Linked DNA regions of Macaca mulatta: region 2 is linked to region 1. A link is a contact called in public Hi-C data. All regions are on one chromosome and are shown on one strand. The core of a region is the stretch at or near the end of the contact, and the rest is flanking DNA. Distances in the headings are between cores, read along the strand shown.

The links. A called contact is a pair of places that touch in the nucleus more often than the background predicts.
Region 2: a Hi-C map of fetal cortex germinal zone shows a contact between it and region 1, with 7 times the contacts expected there. The contact joins the promoter of LOC144333374 here to the promoter of MGAT5 in region 1. A contact is called at or near these places in 2 of 14 Hi-C or Micro-C datasets (fetal cortex germinal zone and fetal cortical plate).

What each region holds. Positions count from the first base shown.
Region 1 is chr12:25,726,046-25,729,519 of T2T-MMU8v2.0, reverse strand. MGAT5 (alpha-1,6-mannosylglycoprotein 6-beta-N-acetylglucosaminyltransferase) reads right to left here and starts at 1,518. Exons shown (of 18, transcript XR_013401979.1): 1 at 1,161-1,518.
Region 2 is chr12:26,525,819-26,529,638 of T2T-MMU8v2.0, reverse strand. It overlaps LOC144333374, which reads left to right and starts at 1,402. Exons shown (of 6, transcript XR_013401981.1): 1 at 1,402-1,534. It overlaps CCNT2 (cyclin T2), which reads right to left and starts at 1,275. Exons shown (of 10, transcript XM_028830656.2): 1 at 1,087-1,275; 2 at 207-288.

The DNA of each region.
Region 1 (3,474 bases), core at 269-2,768:
CCCCTTCCCTCTTCGGCTCTTCCGCGCGGCGGCTACAAAACCACGGCTTTGTGTGTGACAGCAAGTGTGTGCGCGAGCGTCCCTGGGCTCACACACCCCCTTGCACCCCGCCTGCTCGCCGCGCCAGGTCCGGGCACCAAGAGGGCGCACAGCGCGCAGGTCCACCAGGCTGAGAGTCGCGCTCCAGGCCTCTGGCCACCCCGCCACTGAGAGCAGGGGCTAACACCCACGCCCCCAATCCCGGCTGCGGGGACAGCGGGGGAGAGCAGAGCGCGGAGCTCAACTGAGGCGAGGCAGGGGCCAGGGGCGCAGAGGAGCCACAGGCGAGAGCGGCGCCCACGACTCTCTAGCCCCGCCGCCCCCAACTTTGCGAGCCAAGGGCCAGGAGTGGGCCAGGAGCGGGCCGGGGCGGCTCACGACTCGGCAGGAAGTTCCCAGGACCGCACTGAGCATGCTCTCGGGGAGTGTGTGCGCGGGTGTGGGCTCTGCGCTCCCTGCAGCCTCCCAGACCCGGCAGCAGCGCTGAGCGCGCCGGCGGGATCGTGGACCCGTGGGCCGTCCCCTAACAGCTGGGGCGCCCCCGGGCCTCCTGGACCCTCAGGCCCGGAGCACCGGCCCGCCGCATGCCTCCTCCCTAGGGGCTCAGGGCCAGCCTCCCTCCTTCTTCCTTCCTCCCTACTGGCCTCTGGCCGAGCCCGCCCAGTGCGCCTGGGTCCCGAGGACCCCGGCCCGGCCCACGCCTGCGGCGTGACCCCCACCGAGCTCCTCCGCGGTCCGAGCGCCCATCTACCATCCCTGGCCGCTCGCCTCCAGCCCGCGCAACCAGAGCTTCCTTTGGACTGTCCCTAGGAAAGCCGACAAGCCCCCTCGTCACGGGGCCTGGTGGGTTCAGCCTCCCCCGGGAGGCGCTGCCGGGGGCAGGTGGGCTCCTCAAGGCTTGTCCCCCGTCTGCACTCCGGGGTCCTGCAGAGAGGCCGGGGCCGGGGCACCCACGCAGGCGGCAGAGGAACGACGGAAGGAAGCCCCCGACCGCGCCGACCCCGGTGCGGGCTCTCCTCGCCCGCGCCCGGTTCCCCGTGCCCCCAGCGGTCCCCTCTGCGCGCATCACCCCGCGGGGATGACGAGCTCCGACGCGATCATCCCGATCCGGCAGCTCTTACCTCCTTGTTGGGCAGCAGCAGCAGCCAGGAGCACCCGCCGGCCGCCGTGCCCACGGGGCCCAAGGCGCTGGGTCGCGACGCCCCGAGCCTGCGGCGCGGCTACCTGGGCTGGATCGCGCCCGGGGCCGCCGCCGCCGCGGGAGCCGCAGGGCCGCCGCGGAGCGGGCCGCGGCAGGGACGGTCTGCAAACTACCAGCCTTGGCGGGGCCGCGCGCAGCGCGTCCACACTCAGCCCCGACGCAGCAGGGACGCTCCTCTGGGAGCTCAGTAGACCGGGGCGGGAGTCTGTCCTCAATTCCTGGCAACCCTCCCCTAGTCGACCTCACCAACTTCTCCCCGCTTCTGGGCTCGTGGCTCTAGGAGGCAGAAATTCCGGCCGGGGACGTTTGGCAAACTCCCCGCCCCCGGCCTCGGGCTCAGCCAATTCGGAACGCCCCAGCTTCTCAGGGGCCGTCGGCAAACTCTCAACCCTGTCTAGGAGGACTTCTCCCAGCCACTCTGTTCCGCAGCCCAAGGGGAGAAAGGAGCGAGCGCGGGACCTCCGATCGAGGTCATAAATAATATTCTAACAAGGTCAGGGGCGGTGTGCAGATATTGATATGACAATGCATCCTCCGGAGTGGCGCAGTCCAAGCCCCAAAGGACAAGGGGCCTTACAGCAGCGAAGCCCAGTGATGGGGAGACTGTGGTCTCAACCATCTTACGGGTGCAGGCAACTTTAACAAAACGCCCTGAGGCTGTTTACTCTTTCTTAGAACGCATTACACAAAGCAGTATGTATACAGCCATTTGGTTTTCGTGACCTAGGGCAAGCCACTTAACCATTTGAATTCATCTTTATCTATGAGCATAATAAATGCTGCTTCATGAGGTTACTGTGAAGATGATATGAAATATATGTGAAATACTTAGGGATATCTGGCACTTAATACATGAAATCCATTCTTCCTTCTCTGCCCTGCTCCCACTCGTGGATTTTAGGAACACTCCAGATGAGCTAGCTGAAAACTGCACTGTTGTAAATTCACAAATAAAACACATCCTGTGCCCTGAAGGCACCACAAAGAACATTGACTGACATGACAGATTAAATCCAACCAAGCCCCAGGAGAGAGAATGCCATACATTTACATCGATAAGCATTATAGTTTATTGTTAAGTAGTATCTGGAATGGAGGAAGAGTGGGCTATTAAGTTCGTGGTAGAATCCACAAGATCATAACCCCAGCAAGTTCCAGACCCCATAACCAGTCACTACATCCAGACCTCATAAGGATTCATATTCAGTTTCCTCTGATCTGCCCTGCAGGACTTCACCCCTACTTCGTTGTCCTCTCTGGGGTCTTATTTCTTGGACTTAGATTACCCCCACCCTACTACCCACCCTCCCCACCAGAGGCATTTACAAACTGAGAATCATGGAATTTTTAGACCCTAGAAATGATTCAGTCCCTCTCCTTCATTTTGTAAGTGAGCTCATAGCTGGTTGAGGTCTCCTGACCCCAGGACCTTAAAAGGGCACATCCATAGCCTCTCCTGCACTGAGCAAGTTCTGGGCTTTGGGCACCTTATGTCAATCCTGTCTTCAAGCTTAGCTGGAGGAAATGGCTCTAACACTTCCTGACCAGATGAGCCCCAAATTATCAGCCACTTGGCTCCTCAGCTATTATGAACTGTCAAGTCAAGATACTAAAAAACCACAGGGAAATCTGCAAGGCCAGGATGACTAAGAAAAGACCTTTTGGTGAAATCCCAGTAATGTTCTGAGGCACGTATTTCCCTCAGTCCCTTGAGAGAAAATAGAGTCTCTAGCTCTCCCCAAGCACCAGGAGGGAAATAGAAGAATGGTGACATCTGGTGGCCGGGACTTGCTGTACTTCATACAGATCATGCAGATTCTAATCATAATAGATTGGATTTGAAGCCAAGTTCCCACGGGTGGTTAATAATGGTAACACCTGGTTGCCTAGAGATTTCTGAAAGGCATCAATCATTTCAATTTTATGAACCCGCTGCTATAGAAGATATTACAGATGGTTTTGTTTCAGGATATTTTTTATAAAAAGTATATGTGTATATAGAGAAATTAAGTAAATTCGCTTGTATACACAAATATGTATTTTCCATATATGTATTACATATTCTATTTCTTTATATAAATAATACACCTGCAATGCCTTTAAGAAAAATTAATACTATCTAAATTGTTTTTCCCACAGTTAAGATTACAATTTTTATTATTCATTGCTAAAGGACACCGTTTATAGACATAAAGATGCTTATTAGGATGCAGCTGTATATTTCATCACATCCT
Region 2 (3,820 bases), core at 153-2,652, 800 kb before region 1:
GCTTAACAGTGCCTTGCAGTTTAATTCATCACAAATTTTAAAAACACAAAAAGCCCGCATTTGAAGCAAAATATTTATCACGTGATATACGTTTACCGTTAATTCAGAACACTAAATCCAACAACGCAATGACCAACTTTTTTTCTGCGTATCGATTTACCCTCAAATTTGCGCATAGTAAAAACAGGCAACAAACTAGTACTTACATTTTTGTTGAATTTGGTGAAAGAATGGTGCATATAAAACCTGTGCATATAAACAATCGCAGTGTTTATTGTAAGCTGAGAGCTGGAACACAGTATTTAGGAAATATCTGACAAAAGCAAGATCTCATTCCCAAAACAATTTTGATGGAAAATTCCCAGGTTCTTTTCCAATACCTCCCATTCAAATCCAAACGCCAAACTAGAAATAAAGAAATAAACGCCCGCGGGGGGTGGGGCGGCAGGAAGAGAATAGACTCTACGCCAAATAAATGGGAGGAAGAACTGCTGATCTTTTCACTCTCCCAGCGCTGAGGGCCCTGGAACTATTTATCAATGGCTACGACTGACTAAACTCAAAATGAAACAGTTGAAACGCGCGCGCACACACCCATACAAAACCACGCCAAGAACATAAAAGACCTCCAGTGCGCTCCCAAGGTAGAAGAGAGCCGCCATCAAGTCGGCGAGGAGAGCGGGGAAAGGCTGCGGAAAACACTTAGGCCTTTCAGCATCGCTAACCCTTCTACCTCTCAAACCCTTAGGGGACAGGGACAAGTCCAAGGAGCCGCCCCTTTTCTGCAATAATCCCTAAAATTTCTCTTTCGCCTGAGCCACACTCCCATCCCCCGCCGCCACCACCACGCGCTGCCCGAAACAGATTACACAACGCAGACTCCTGGCCCGCATTCCTGGGGTCCTATCTCCTCCTCCCCTCCTCTGCTAGCCCCTCGCGACTGCCCGAGCTGGAGCCTTACTTCCCTGACCGCGGGGCCGAGGTCCAGCGAAGGCCGAGGCCGGCGGCGCCATGTTCGCGGAGCACCAGGCCCGGCGACCGGGCAAGGGAAACAGGGCGTGAGCGGCGCAGGATAGGAAAGGATACACATTGAGACGCTGTCCCATCTCCTGGATGAGGTTGGCCGCCTGCTGGCGGCACGAGAGCTCTTTATCCGCCTCCACTCCGCAGCGGCGGCTCGGCGTGTTCTCCAGCTGTTCCCGAGTAAAGAACCAGCGAGAAGAAGCTCCACGGCCCGACGCCATGACACTTCCTCCTCCGCCCGCTCCCTCATTCACCCCCCGCCCCTCCCGGCTCGCGGACTCCCAGCCAAGGCGCGCGACCCCGCCCCACTCCGCTCGCCGTAGACCACGCACCGCCCTTTTTCACCACCGCCCCCGCCCGTGCGCATGCGCGGGGTCTGCTCTACCGGCTCGCCCTGGTCTTTTGCTTTCTTTTTCTGTCCTCGGCCTCGCTCTCGCGCGCGGGACCACAATGCTCCGCGCCTCTTGTCATTGGGAGGCGCCGAAGGTGGGGGTCGGCTCGGAAGGAAAAGGTCGGCGCAGCGCATGCCGGGTCTAGGGTTGGCTGGGCGGAGGGGCGGGGCGGGGCGGGGCGGGGAGAGGAGAGTGGGAGAGGCTGGACCCTGGCCGGTGTGGAGAGAGGCGGTCGGGCGGCTGCGCTGTGGGGTCTGGGCGTGGACTTCGAAGGCCCGTCGGGCGCTTCCTTTGACGGGAGGTCTAGCGGCCCGTTAAAAAGAGAAAAATACCCTTCACTGTCGCAGCCTCACGCCACTTCCTCCATTTTCCTTTCGGGTGGGTCCGCGCAGTCTCGTAGGCGTGCGACTCCGGCCTCCGCTACCAACAGCCTCCGCCTAGCGCGCGGCTCTGGCGTGGAGCTGGCCGGGAAAGAGTGCAGAGGAAGTCACGCTCCATGGCTGTCCGCGCCTGAGTGCTTTTTTCACCTTACGTTATGTTGTTTAAATCCCAGACCACTCCGTCCGTGGGTTTATTTTTATTTTTTCAAATTACTTGCCAAACGCTATCCAACTAGCAACGAGAAACTGAATTTCTAAATGAGGTGTTGAATCTAGACGAGGCGTGTTTTCAGACCGTGCTGTGGCTTCTGCGAGACAAGGTTGGGGAGAAGCAGATACATGCAAGAGGAACTGGGTTAAAATTTTATCTTTAGGATTTGATGCGGGAACATCCCACATACCTGTTGATTAACTCCTGCATTTCTTCCTGTAAGAAAGCTCCACAGAGCTTCACTCGGAGTTTGTGTTGTGAATAGGGTTTCCAAGTTTAAAGTCCTAAGTATTTGGAGGCCGGGCACGGTGGCTCACGCCTGTAACCTCAGCGCTTGGGGAGGTCCAGTGGGTCGATCACTTGAGGTCAGGAGTTCGAGCGCAAGGGCAACATGGTTAGACTCTGTCTCTACCAAAAGTACAAAAATTAGCCGGGCTTGGCGGCGCGCCTGTAGTCCCAGCTACTCCCGAGGCTGAAGTGAGAGGATGGCTTGAGCCCAGGAGGTGGAGGTTGCGGTGAGCTAGATCTCGCTGCTGCACCCTATCCCTCCTGGGCGATAGAGCAAGACCCTGTCTCAAAAATAAAAAATAAAATATTTATTTGCCAAAGACCATGAAGGCAAGTGATTTTTGGGGGGCTCCCACGCTCAGTATATGCATTGCACAAGAATATTGATTATAGTAGGCAGTTGTTGTGAACAGTTGCCATTTCATGTTGCTTGCAATTTCCAGGATAGATTGATTTAAAGCAACATTTAAAAAGTGCACATCCTTGGCCAGGTGCAGTGTTTCATGGCTGTAATCCCAGCACTTTGGGAGGCCAAAGTGTTCTAGACCAGCCAGGACAACATAATGAGACCCCATCTCTACAAAAGTGTTTTTAAAAATTAGCTGGATGTGGCGGCATCTGTAGTCCCAGCTCCTTGGGAGTATCGCTTCAACGTGAGAGGTGAGGTTGCACCCCAGTTTGGGTGACAGAGTGAGATCCTGTCACACACAAATAATAAGTGCCCCTCCTCAACATCCATTCATAATAAAAACTCAGCAAACTGGGAATAAAGGAGAACTTCCTCAACTTGATAAAGAGCATCTACAAAAATTCTACCGCTAACAATAGATTGTTTCTATTGTGAGAAACTACATTCTTTCCACCTAAAGTCTGACACAAGGCAAGCATGTCCCCTCTCAACCAGTCTTTTTTTTTTTTTTTTTTTTTTTTTTGAGACGGAGTCTGGCTCTGTCGCCCAGACTGGAGTGCAGTGGCCGGATCTCAGCTCACTGCAAGCTCCGCCTCCCGGGTTTACGCCATTCTCCTCCCTCAGCCTCCCGAGTAGCTGGGACTACAGGCGCCAGCCACCTCGCCCGGCTAGTTTTTTGTATTTTTTAGTAGAGACGGGGTTTCACCGTGTTAGCCAGGATGGTCTCGATCTCCCGGCCTCGTGATCCACCCGTCTCAGCCTCCCAAAGTGCTGGGATTACAGGCTTGAGCCACCGCGCCCGGCCTTCAACCAGTCTTTTCAACGTGGTACTTGATGTTCTAGCTAACAAGAAGTAAATTTAAAGTACACATATTGGGAAGGAAGAAATAAAACTCTAGTATTTTGGGATACAAGGTTGAATACAAAAGTCAGTTGTTTTCCTGTATACCAGCAATGAACAATTGGAATTTATAATTAAAAACACAATGCCGTTTACAATAGTACTGTCTCCCCAAAGTAATACAGGTTAAGTATCACGTATCTGAAATGCTTGAGACCAGATGTGTTTTGGATTAGAGATTTTTTTTAGATTTTGAAATATTCGAATTATAAATTT